Linked DNA regions of Mus musculus: region 1 is linked to region 2. Evidence: chromatin contacts called from public promoter capture Hi-C data. All regions are on one chromosome and are shown on one strand. The core of a region is the stretch at or near the end of the contact, and the rest is flanking DNA. Distances in the headings are between cores, read along the strand shown. Region 1 holds the start of Cfap65 (cilia and flagella associated protein 65). Region 2 holds the start of Cdk5r2 (cyclin-dependent kinase 5, regulatory subunit 2 (p39)).

Evidence for each region. Capture Hi-C pulls out chosen DNA fragments and counts their contacts.
Region 1: a contact with region 2 is called in a promoter capture Hi-C map of adipose tissue. The contact joins the promoter of Cfap65 here to the promoter of Cdk5r2 in region 2. A contact is called at or near these places in 2 of 39 promoter capture datasets (cranial neural crest and trophoblast stem cells), 1 of 484 Hi-C or Micro-C datasets (embryonic stem cells), 3 of 115 datasets of contacts at active chromatin or transcription factors (all in embryonic stem cells) and 2 of 9 other capture datasets (adipose tissue and pancreatic islet).

What each region holds. Positions count from the first base shown.
Region 1 is chr1:74,930,606-74,936,923 of GRCm38.p6, reverse strand. Cfap65 (cilia and flagella associated protein 65) reads left to right here and starts at 1,325. Exons shown (of 33, transcript NM_001039495.1): 1 at 1,325-1,403; 2 at 3,686-3,854; 3 at 4,896-5,080. The coding sequence starts at 3,726.
Region 2 is chr1:74,851,401-74,857,882 of GRCm38.p6, reverse strand. It overlaps Cdk5r2 (cyclin-dependent kinase 5, regulatory subunit 2 (p39)), which reads right to left and starts at 2,854. Exons shown (of 1, transcript NM_009872.3): 1 at 151-2,854. The coding sequence starts at 2,785. The coding sequence ends at 1,676. It overlaps Gm16582 (predicted gene 16582), which reads right to left. Exons shown (of 4, transcript NR_151618.1): 2 at 3,368-3,540.

The DNA of each region.
Region 1 (6,318 bases), core at 76-2,575, 81 kb before region 2:
ATTCCATTACATTCATTATCATTCATTCACTTATTGTCATTTATACCCCCCACTTTTTTTGTCCATAAGGTCCAGCTGAGTCAGACTGATTAAAAAAAAAAAAAGAAGAACTTGAAGAAAAACAAAAAAAGGGAGAAATCATTACAGGAGCTCCAAATAGCATCAACGTCATCACGTTCAAAGTACAGCCTTCAGATTCTGAGAAACCAGCGAGACACTCACTGAGTTCCACGTTCCTTAATCCCCAAAGAATTCCAGGCTTAGTTGGGCTGGCATGACTTAACCGACCTCCTGGACCTCCCTTGCAGCAGCCCTGCCCTCCCCCGCTCATGTGATCCCTCAAGCCAACTCAGGTCACTTTGTCACCTCAGTCCATCGCCTACCTCCCACAAGTGAACCCCAATCCTCCAAACTGCTCGTTTATTTTCTGGGTTTGCTTCCAGCTCTCTGAGCTCTCCCTCTATAACCACACCACACCCCTTTCATTCTGAGGAGGAATGGGTTCACTGTTCAGGCAGTAAAACTCTTTAATTGCCGAAGAATGAACTTTGAGATTCTTGGCTTTTTCTACGTCGCCTTCATCCAATGATACCTTTCTCACAGCGTGCACACCAGTGCACAGACAAAAAAGAATTTCTTCATACATTAACTTTTGTCTCTCTTCAAACAAGTTAATTTTCTTTGGTCTCAGACCAAAAGATATCTGGAAGAAAATGCCAAAGGTGTTCTCTTTCGGCAGCAGAAGGAGCACATTTATAAATCCTATGCAGTAAGAAATAACCAGAGGCTGTTTTCAATGAACCATCATGATCATAGGGAATGAGGCTCTGAGTCTAGATCAGTCTACTTCAAGAGATTAGGAATGACTCCCATTCAGGCAATCTATGATTTTTGAGCCCAACAGTAATCTATGAATAAGGTGGTCAAATAAAGTAATTGCCAGGACACCATGAAAATTGGGGGAACCATGTTTACCTTGTCTGGAATGGAAAAAGACCACAGTTGGTACTACAGCAGGGAAAATCTTGGATTCAATACTTAACATAGGGAGATTAAATTTGAGCAGGCATTGACTGGGTGTGTAGCTTAGTGATGATCAAAGCTTTAATTCTTAGCACAAAAAGAAAAAAATATATAAAGAAAGTTAAAGAAAAAAGAAGAAAAAGGAAAGGAAAGAAGAAAAAAGAGAGAAAATAAAGGAAAAGAAATGAAATGAAGAGAAAAACAAAACAAAAAGAAACGGACTCATTCGCTTTCTCTGAACCTTGGCTCTTTTGGGTTGCCGTCGTTGCCATGGGATACCAAAAGACGCTGTGTCCCGAGCGTCCTGTATCTACGGAGACGTTAGCACAGCGTTTGCATGAGTTCTAAACGTTGGAGGCCAGCGAGAGGAACAAGGAACGGTATCTGTACTAAAAACCCCTTTTACAGGAAATCGTGGCGGGTCTTCAGAAAGTCCTTTCGTTGTGGGCGAGATTAATTAGATGCGGGGGCCAGGAGACCCTGAGAAGCCCCATAAGTACATTTTGTTCCCTTCGTTTTAAGGCTTCCTTCCTCAGCTCTACTTGACCACTCCTTACCCTCACCCCTACTCCCGGTTTTTTCACCTGTCGTTTGTAAAATTTTAAGATCAGAAATTAGGCAAATAAAAGAAACTGATAAAATACCCCCACCCCCGAAACTAGAAAATTGGTTTAAAACAAGCCCCCCCCAAACACACACACACACACACACACACACACACACACACACACACACACACACACACACACAACTGCACGTTTTTTCACAGCAAAATGTTGCAAATGACCTTCTCTGTTCCCGGAAAGGCTCCATGCTTCCTGCCTTAAGTCCCGGCTGGACCACTTTTCTACCTTATTTTGTCTCTTCTCTAGCCTTTCAGAGATAGATTGGTGTATTGAGTGGGGACTTTTTCAGAGAGGCAAGGCAGACTGTCTGTTGAATCCCCTGATGTCTGAGAGATCAGGGACTAGGGACAGGACCTAAAGCTATCCAAGGACAGAAAAGTAACAGCTCTCCTCCCCACCCGCAGCTTGCATTTCTTGGGTTCTGTCTGAACACCCACTTTACATTTGGAGGTAGGAAGCTTGTTTTGTACAAGTACCTGCTGTATCAGACCTGTTTGGTAAATGCTCTGTGAGGGAATGCATGGGATGAGGACAGTAACTTGAAATGGTTTCCTCCAGTGTTAGAGAACCTTCTAGGAACAAATGAGCCAACAGAGGGTTTCTCTGGCTGGTGGAGAGAGAATGAGATTGTCTTTGGGAAATGTGTAAACTGCTAAAGGTAATCATGAGATTGTTACATTATAACATGGGGACCTTAATTAACCACCAACTTGAAGAAGGAGATGTTTTAGGTTAAATTAAAAGCAAGTCATGGCCAATCATGATGGTTCATGTCTTTAATCCCAGCGCTTGGAAGACAGAGGCAAGTGGATCTCAGAGTTTGAGACTAACCTAGTCTGTAGATCTAGTTCCAGGACAGCCAGGGCTACACAGAGAAACCTTGTCTCAAAAGAAAAACAAGGAAAAGAAGGCAAATCACATGTAACGATAAACAACTGTAGGGATTAAAATATCTGTTGAAAACCTCACAATACTGTCTGGATTGTTAGTCAAATTGATACTATTTGGGATATGGACAATCTTACTTAAAGAAGTGAAAAAAAATACTAAACAATGTGAAATATAGAAATAAGTTCAAAAATAAGTATTACAGCTTTGCTGTCCAGTGTAGTAGCTACTAGGCAACTTTAACTATTGAGCACTTGAAATCTGGGTGGTCTGAATTGAGATAAACTGTGAATATAAGATGTGCTGGACTGGAGAGAAAATTCAGTGCTTAAGATATTCATTCTCAGCATACACATATTGGGTGACTCACAACTGCCTCTAACTCTAGAGCCAGGGAATCAAATACCCCCTCTGGCTTCCACCAGTACCACCTGCATGTGGCAAACACACACACACACACACACACACACACACACACACACACACACACACATACACACACACACACACACACACACACACACATGCACGCACAAATAAAAATTTAAATTAAAAAGAATTAGATGCACTGCTGGGTGTGGTGGTGCACACCTTTAATCCCAGCACTTGGGAGGCAGAGGCAATGGGATCTCTGAGAGTTCAAGTCCAGCCGAAGCTACTTAGTGAGGCTATGTCTAAAAACAAACAAAGTCAAACAAACCAACCAAATAGCAAGTTGAACAGACTGTGGAGAACAAGCCAGTAAGCAGTGTTCCTCTACTGTTCCTGCCTCCAGGTCCCTGTCTTCAATTCCTGCCCTGACTTTCCCGAGAGTTGTAAGAGAAGATTAACCCTTTGCTCTTCCAAGTTGCTTTTGGTCATAGTGTCTGTGACAGCAATAGAAAGCAAACTAAAACACGTGTAGTCATGGAAGAAAAGGGCTACACCAGCCTTATTCCAAAATCCCTCCTCCATGTGGTTTCTGGAGTGGTACTTTAGGCCACTGAGCAAAGCTCTGGGCCTTTTGTTCAGCCTCGTGCCTCAAGGCGCCACCTCATAGCAATAGCACTTGTCAAAACAGAGAGCAAACTCCTCCTCCATCTCAACTAGGAAGAGTCTTCTTTACCAACTCTCTTTCTCACTTCCTCCTCTGCTCCTCTCAACTCCAGACTCGTCTGCTGATCTGGTAGGGATTTTTGGCTTTGCTAGATGCTCATCCAGAAAAACCAATGCCACATCACGAGGACCAGGGAGAACTGTGACTGTACAATGAACACTGTGAATGAAGATTTGTGCCTGAGTGCCAGCACACTGGGAAGTAGCAGTGTCACCACCCAGGTGAGGGTATGGCTGGGGTGGTGGATCAAGTGTGGCAAGACCAAGTGGGGGCCATGGTCACAGTACAATAGGGTGAACGTCTGGGGGACAGACTTTCCCATATACACTCTGGCACTCACCCTCCCTAGATGGAGCCCTGGGCAGACCTGAGTGCTGGGAACTATGGTTCCCATATGGTTCTGTGAAGGTAACTTTTATTCCCCCTAAGGTAATTGTCATCTCAAAGGTTTACTGCCTCAGTCTGCTAACCTGGGCCTCGTCTTGGAAGCTTGTAGCCTCTGTACAACCTAAGCCTAGAATGTCTCCAGCCTCTGAGACTTGCTGCTGAATAAGCTCACCCTTTCTAGTTCTTTCTGATCTCTGTCTGGCTGGTTCAACCCAGCTATTCTGGCTTTAACTTCTCTCCACACTGACTGATTCAAACTGGATTCTTTCAGCTTCTCCTGGCTTGCTCTGCTTAACCTCAAACTAACTCTGGCAATCTGTTCTAAACTTCTGGATCCTTCTCATTCTCTGGCTCCTCCTGTCTTCACCTGGATCTAGCTTGTTCTCTCTCTGCAACCTGTCTCTCTATAACTGTTCCCAAAAAACTGTCCCCACCTTCTACACTGTCCCTCAAGTGGCTTCTCTTTCCCCTCTCTTCTCGTGAGAGTTGGGCATATCCTAGTCTGTCAAATATTTTCTCTGATTTGTCGCTTTGTCTGCTACTGAATTAGGCAGCACTTTTAAATGTGAGTTCTTCCTTCTACAAACTTTACCTTCATTGTTTGGGATTAAAGATATGTACTAAGGCCGCGTCTGTATTCCAGCCAGGGGAATTAAAGGTGTGTGCTAAGGCTGAGCCACACCACAGCTAGAAATAGGTTTGTCCAATAAACAACACAATCTTGGGGTTCACATTGTGATCATATATCCTGCAATGCCATGCCCAAGGGTGAGGGACTTTCATCACCCCATAAGTGCTAAAAGCAGGATGAAGCTGCGAGATCTTGGTCTGTTTCCTAAGTCTCGACTTCTTCTCCTTTTATGCCACCTGAACAGCTTGTAGATCCCCTGGACAGGAAAATATGCCTCATAAGGAGGCAAAATGATGTGAAAAAGAGGGTGATCTGGGGCATCGAGGTCGCCGAGAAGCTGCACTGGAAAGGCTGGGAGCTGGGAAAGGAGACCACAAGAACCCTGGTTCTGAAAAACCTCTCCCTGAAAACCCAGAAGATGAAGTACAGGTACCAGAATGAGGGACCAGGGGCCACCTGAGCCCACAAGCCCCCAAGGTGGGTTCTTCTTAAAAAGAAAACAAAACAACCTTTAAAAGGTCACCAAGTCAGAAGAACACTCAAAACATGTACAGTGTGAAGAATCCTAACCGGAGCCCACATCGTGGGGCCTTCTTACTTGCAGAGAACAACTATGCTGCCTCCTGTTCTAATGACTTTCTTGCTTTTCCCAAATGAATTTGCCACATGTGTTGGCATCTTTTTAGCAATCCAGTCCAATTTACCTTATGGACTTTAAAGGAAAGAATATGATTTGCTTTTTTTGTAACCTTTTCTTTTTAAACACAAATTGTCTCTCTGTATACACACCTCCAGTATTCCTGTTTTTCTAAAGAACCTTTCAAAATGTTCTTTTATGTATATGTAATTGCTTTTTGTGAATGGCCTGATGATATATTTCCTCAGCTGAATGTGCCGTTTTCTCAGCCCCATTCTTGGCACTGGTGTGCTCCAGTGGATGCTCTCCCCTATGATACTGACTGCCGAACTGTGTAGATCTCTAGCTGGAATATGATCTGTGCTCCAGGTCTACCAGTAGAATCCTGGGGTTAAGTAGTCAAGTCTGAAGTAAGCTTGATCATGTAAGTCCTCCATCTTCTCAAGATTACTCATTGCTCTTATCCCCTTGAACTTTGACAAAATCTTAAACTCAGCTCAATACACATATAGCCAATTTTTGGTGCGCGACATTAGGATTTGGCTGCACACACAAATGAATGAACTTGGGAAATGACACATTACAGTACCGAGTCGCTCTACATCTGGTTCTCAAGTGCTGGCATGATAGGTATGTGTCACTGTGCCCAGGTATATGTGATGTGCTTTAAAGTTGTTGTCATCATTTGTTGGTTGATAGGGTTTTTTTTTTTTTGAAGATTGTTGACTTTTTTGTTTGTTTTGAGATAGGATCTTATAATATAGGCCTGCCTGGCCAAGAACTTGTAGCAGTCCTCTTATCTCAGACTCTCAGGTGATGGAATTACAAATATGAGCCACCATGATTGGCTAGGTTTTCCAATATTTTCAAACGTTTTTTTAAGACTTATTTTTATTTATCTGCATGTGTGTGTATGCCTCTGTGTATATACATACATGCATATGTAATGTATGTGGGTGACCTTGAGTCCAGAAAGGTCGGGGGGGGGGGTGTTGTATCTCCTAGAGGTGAAGTTACAGGCAGTTGTGAG
Region 2 (6,482 bases), core at 1,605-4,104:
CTAAAGCAGCCTCACGGGGTGGGGGTGGTACTCATATCCCAACTGAGAGAGGTAAGCACAGGCTTAGTCAGGCCTGACTAGACTCCTGACTCAATCAATATATGGTGGGAAGAACGGAAAGAAATAAAAACATCATGGCTAGCCAGTTCTGTCTCAAGGGTCACCTCACAGAAAGGGAGACTTCTGTCTCTTTATCATTTGTCCTTAAGTAGCCTGAGTATTAATAAGGAGGTAGGGCAGACAAGATGGAGGCCGGAATTGGGAGGTAAGTTCAGCCTCAACCCTTGGCTTATGATGCTTTACTGTAAAATGAAAGCCAGTGTGGGCAGGTAGCAGGTTACAGATCTCAGGGACCTGACTTTCCCTCCTACCCTACCCCTAACAGTTTCACTCCTACGCCCATTCCTTTCCACCCTCCGGGAACCCAAAAAGAGGCCGGCGCGAAACCATCTGTAGGCGCTTCCAGCGCTTTATAGTTCGCTCCAGGACAGACGGACAGACAGATAGTGCGGCCTGCGCCGTCGGCCCGCATCATTGGCACCTTGGACAAGGCCCCAGGCCCGACCCAGTCCCTGGTACTCTTCCCAGGACGATTCCGGTCCCGCCCAGCTCAGCACCTCGGACAATTCCCTGCCCAGCCCCCTCCCCACCCACCCACCCTCCTGAAACAGCGAAATAAATTAAAGTGTGAGGAGGGGATATAACAAGAAATCTAAAGATAAGGAAGAGGACGCCCCTCCCCCAGATAAGAAGAGTTTTCTTTCTCTTTCTATCCATCCACAGAGAAGACACCACCGCTGCAAGCGGGGTAGTCTACCAGGTTGGATCTTGCCCTCAAATCTCAGCCTCCTAAATGAAGGCAGCAGCCCTTTCCTCCTCAACTCCCAGCATGCAACACGTTGGAAAAGGTGGGGAGAGGCCGTGGGGGTGAAGGAAAGGATCACCCTGATCTTTGCCTGGACAACTGAGACTGCAGTTTCCTGTCCAGTCTATCCAAATTTAAAAAACAAAAACCAAAAAACTAAGGATCTGGGGAAAGGAGTGTAGAGTCTTGGGGATCGGTTGGTGGGGGGTGGGGGGTTGCAGGACGACACAAGCAGAGAGAGGGAAGGCAGACAGGAGGGATGGAGGTGACATGACCGGAGGAAGGAAGAGGAACAAGAAGGGTACACGGAAACATAGGTGCTGGAGAAGCGGGGACCGCAGTGGGGTACCATCAGGCTCGGGGTAAGGTAGAAAAGGGTAAAGCCCAGGGAATGCCAATGGACAGGCGGGGGCGGGGGCGGGGGCTGCAGACAGGAGGTAAGACGAAGACACAGAAAGGTGAGGGACTGGACAAAACCCAGGGTGGTGGACTTTGAGATGCCCACAGCAGGAAAGAGGGAGACCAGGGCAGAAATGGAAAGATGGAGGCGCAGACAGACGGAAAGGGTGAACGAAGTTGGGGGTGCACTTCCCGCGATCATCCCCCACGCCCACCCCACGCCCAGTAAATCCAGACACCGCGGCCTCTGGCGTCCTAGCCTCCACCTTCCCCTGTGGGGCAGGGGCGGCTCCTCCTCGGCCCAGCCTGGGCATAGAGCAGCGGTAATAGCGACGGTGGCTTGATGGTCCCGGGGTTTCCGGGTGTGTGTGAGGGGCTGGGGCGGGGGGCGGGCGCGGCCCCTGGGAATCCCTAGCGGTCCAAGTTCATAGTCCAGTGCTTGGCTCCGGTCGCGCAGCTGTCCCTGGCGCTCGAGGAGGAGGTGGTGGACGCGCTGCTTCCGCTCGGTGGACCCCCGGTGCTCGCCGCGGCCTCGCCCTCGTTCTTGAGGTCTTGAAAGACTTGCGTGAAGAAGTGGGGGTCGGCGTTGAGTCGCAGCATCTGCGGGCTGAGCCGCTGGATGAGGCGCAGGCAGCGCTGCCAGAAGCGCTCCTTGTCGGGCTCCACGAGGAACGGCTTGAGCGGGTAGGAGATCTCGTTGCCCATGTAGGAGTAGGCGAGGTAGAGGCAGGTGAGGAAGGCGGCCTGCAGTTCCGCGGCCGACGCCAGCTCGTCCCCACGAAGCGACTCCCGGCACAGCAGGTACACGAACACCAGGTTGGCGGGGGTAATGAAGGCCTGGTCTTGCCAGCCCTGCAGCAGCAGCGAGCGGTCCACGCCGCGGAACCAGCCCACCAGCTCGCCGGGGCTCAGCTCCTTGAGGCGGTAGCAGCGTCGGCACACGAAGTCGCCGAGGCAGCGGAGCAGCTCGCCGGTAGACGCCTGCACGATGACCCGCCGCGGCGAGCCTCCGGGCGCCGGCGGTGCCGCCTGCGGGGCTGGGGGTGGCGGCGGCGGCGGCTTTCCCCCGCCTGAGCCTGGTGGAGGGGCGGCTGCGCTGCCCCCCGACGGGGGCTCGCAGGTGGCAGCGGTCGTGGGCACCGTGGGCACCGGCACGGCCAGGGGCTTGGCTGTTCCGCCACCGTCGGGGCCGTCGCGGCCCTTGCGGAGAAGGTTCTCGCGGTTGCGTTGCTGGACCAGAGGGTCGGGACCGGTGGACGCTGGCTTGGGCGTCACCTTTTTGCTGCCTTTCTTCTTCTTGGCCGAGGCTGCCACTAGGCGCTTCCAGGTGAGCGCCGAGATGAGCACGGACGGCCGTTTGAGCCGGCTCTCGCCTTTGCCGCCCTTGCCGGCCGGCGGCGCGCCGTAGCCCCCCAGCGCCTCGTCCCCCGCGGGCGGCGCCTTCTTTTTCTCCTCCGGCAGCCCTCCCGGCCTCCGGCCCTTGGCCGAGGAAGCAGGGGAAAGCGACAGCACCGTGCCCATCCTGCAGAGCGGGGCCGGCGCCCGGGCCCCAGCGGGAACCGCGGGCGGCGCCGCTGCTGCTGCAGCCCCGGGGGACCCGGCGGTGGGGGGCCTAGCCCCGGCCCGGGCGCGCGGACGGGCGGGGGATGGAGCCGCTCTGCTGCGCCGCGGCGGCTGCTCTGAGCCGAAGCTGCGCCAGCTGCAGCGTCAGCCCCACCCCTTGGGCCCCTTCTTTCGCCACGCCGCGCCCCGCCTCACGCAGCCAATCCTGACTCTAGTTTTCTTTGATCGGCAGCTCCTCTAACCAATAGGATGTTGCATACTAATCTACTGTACCGCCTTACCCACCGCCTGGAGTCTTCAGTCCCTTACCTTTTCCCAAAGGGGGAAAAGGGGGGAAAGGAGGAAAAGGAGAGAGGGGGTGTGTGTGATTCTGAGGTCTCTTTTTCTGGCTGAGCAGGGGGTTGAAGTGAGGTGAAAATGGTCCTTCCCATCTCTTCCTCCAGATCCCAAGACCATGGGTCTGAATGTTTTGATACACTGTGATACACTGGGTCCAAGCCGCAGTATAGAAGCCATGGGAACAGCCTATCATTCGCTCACCTTTGAGTTTGTTTAGTGGGCAATATGGCAGCTTGCCCTCATCGAGACACCCCAGTTGCACCTTCCGGCTTCGCCCATCTGGATGTCCGCTTGCTATCCTCTTCATCGCCCCCCCCCCCTTGGGGACGGGGGTAGGGTGGGGTGGAGGAGACTGCTGCAGGCTCATTCCTGATCTGTAAGAGAATGCTAGTGTGTGAGACTCTGAGCAACCGAGCAAATGCACCCTTTCTCCTTGGCAGAGGGAAGGATGTGTGTCTTTGCTTCACGGAGCAGGAACAGGGGGAAGTCTAAAGACAACCTAATGAGTCTGTACTTGATTCCCTGCTTCTGACTCTGACCCCTGGACAGCTCATTTTTGATTGGTTGTCCCAACAACACATTCATCTCACCCTTGCATGCGTGATGGATGGTTGGACTCCAGGGAACTCTGGAAATTGGTTTAGTTGAAGGCCCCAGTCTGGGGTCTACTGTGTGGAAATCGGTTGGCTCAACTTCCAGTCAAGATCCGGGGTCCTAGTTGAGATGGATTTTAACCAGTAGACAGCTTCCTTGTGCTCAGACTCTAGCTGTTCCCACTCCAGCTGCCAGCTATTATACTGGGAGCTGCCGGTTTCTCTGGACCCCTCCATTCCTGCTACGGACCACATAGGCCTTGATCCCAGACTTTGAGCCTTATCGGCAGGTTGTGAGAACCGCTTGTCCTGGGCCACTTCAGTGTGTCTTGTAGGACCCTCCAGTCTGCTGTCTGTGGCTTCCCTTCCAGGAGTCTTAGTGAACCTTAGGCATTGGTGTGGGGGTTTGGTTTGGTGGGCAGAGAGGTAACTATCCATTCTGTAACAATTCTTAGAATTGTTCTTGGATCTCAGTCTCTGTGTCTCTGTATGCCTGTCTGTCTGTCTGCCTGTCTGCCTGTCTCTCTCTCTCTCTCTCTCTCTCTCTCTCTCTCTCTCTCTCTCTGTGTGTGTGTGTGTGTGTGTGTGTGTGTGTGTGTGTGTGGTGTCACATTCAAGCTGGCTTCCATCCTTCTTCAGCCTCCCAGATCCTGGGATTATAAGCACCACCAGGCCTGCCTCCATTTCTGCCAGACCCAGCACAGCACCAAAGGTCCACTGCTGTCAGAATCAGTGTGCGCCCACTTTCCTCTCTCTGTATGTGTTTCACTATGCGCATTCTGTTCCAGAATCCCCTTGGGTTTCAGCTCACAGCAACAGAGGCTCCAGCTTTTCTCTGCAGTTTCACAATCACAGCTCACACACCCCTTCCCGGGAGCTGAGGTCTGGCTTCCTCAAATCTTCTCCCTTCGTGGCAACCATGGTCACATATAGTTAGAAAGTTGTTTGTTTGCTTGTTTATTTATAATAGGAGAGATGCATGTGCTTGTCACAGCATGTCTGGGGAGTCAGTTCTTTTCCTCCTGCCACAGAGATTACAGAGACTAAACTCAGGTCCTTAGGCTAGGCTGCAAGTGACTACCCACTGAGCCACCTCAGCAGTCCCAGCAGTCCAATGCAGGGTCTCACTTGTGCCCTTGACTCTGATCTTTATTCTCTTGTGGACTTAGTTGTTCTGTTCAACCTCTCCTTCTCTCCTTAACAATGGGAAAATTCCCTTTACAGCTCCTATAACCGACTCCACAAGGCTTTCTGAGTCAGCCTTTATTTGACACAGAAGGAACCATTGGCTCACTGGTGGTTAAGGACAGGCCCCACAGAGACTGAGCTGTGCTGGCAGAAACCTGGCACGTGGATCTGAATGGCACGTGGGTCCTCCTTGCTCCCAGGAGTCTCTCATTGAGTAAGGACTATTGCTGGTACCATTTAGGACACGATCTCTGCATGCTCACGGGTATCACCATGTTGGTACTCCTACTCCAAGTACCATGGTTTTCTGTTATCCTGTTTGTCAGAATCAAGGATTTTTTCCTGTTTCAGGGTCCCCAGACCAGGTGCCTCTGTTTGTTTCAGATCTCCTCTTTACTCTTCAGTGACCTCATCTGAGACTCTCTTTCTGGCTTGCTTACGGGCACACTCCTCTCTCCTGCTCTGATTATCCCCCTGGGTTTCTGAACCTCAACTCTAAAGCCACAACTCTCAGAGTACCATCTTGCCTTCTATCAAACTCTTGGAATCCCATCTTCTCCAGGAAACTTTCCTGAACTTATTGGAAGGAGAAGCCAGAGGCAGTAAGGAGAGAGAAATGCATTATATACTACAAGGTAGAGGTCTAGGGGAATAAAGGTAGTGGAACCAGGAAGGCTTCATGGAAGGAGGTAGGCTTTATAGAAGGTTGATGACTTTCTTGGCACATTTGTAACGTATGATTCATTAATTATGTTGGCTTCTGGATGCTTCTCAGCTGACCACTTCCTGTATTGGCCTTTGGAACAGTGCTGAGAGCAGACTCCCTGGCTGTCTATGACACCCCCTCCCCCAGGTTATCTAGAACAACCTACCATCTTCAAGGCTAAGGCAGCAGGTCCAGACTGAGAGATACAAGGTCCAGTGCAGAACTTACTGGTGAAGGTCCCACCAATCACGGCTCTTCACTCACCTCCCTGGGCAGTTAAGCTAGGAATGTCTCCAAGTCATGCAATGCAAACTTCATCCCTTTAACCACCCTTCTCCCTCTCTGACAGGAGTGAGGAGGTGTAGGCCAGGGCTTGCCAGTTATATGACCTTGGGGAAGTCATTTTGTCTCTCTGAGCCTCTGTTTCCTCCCGATAAAACTCGGGGATTTAACATGTCTTGCTTTTATTATCAGATAAAAATGGCTATTAGGAGAATAAGACAGAATGAGTTGCTAAAGCCTCTCCTGAATCCGCAGCTCTGATTCAGAATCAAATCTGCCCTCTGAATCCGTTTCTCTCTCTAGCTCCAGCCCTGTCTGCCTCCCCCCTAATCTGTTTCTGTCTGCTGGGCTCAGTCTTTGTGTGCACAGCATCCATGGGAGGCCGGCACTTCTGCAGTTCAGCCAGGGAGACAAGGGAAGTGGAGCTCAAGCTTTTAGCAATGCAAATGATTTCTCCGTCCCTTGGAGCTCTAGAGGAGCCCCTAGAAGGGAGGGGAACACAAGAGAGGAGGCCCAAGCAGGCTGAGGTCCAGTAAACATCAAACCT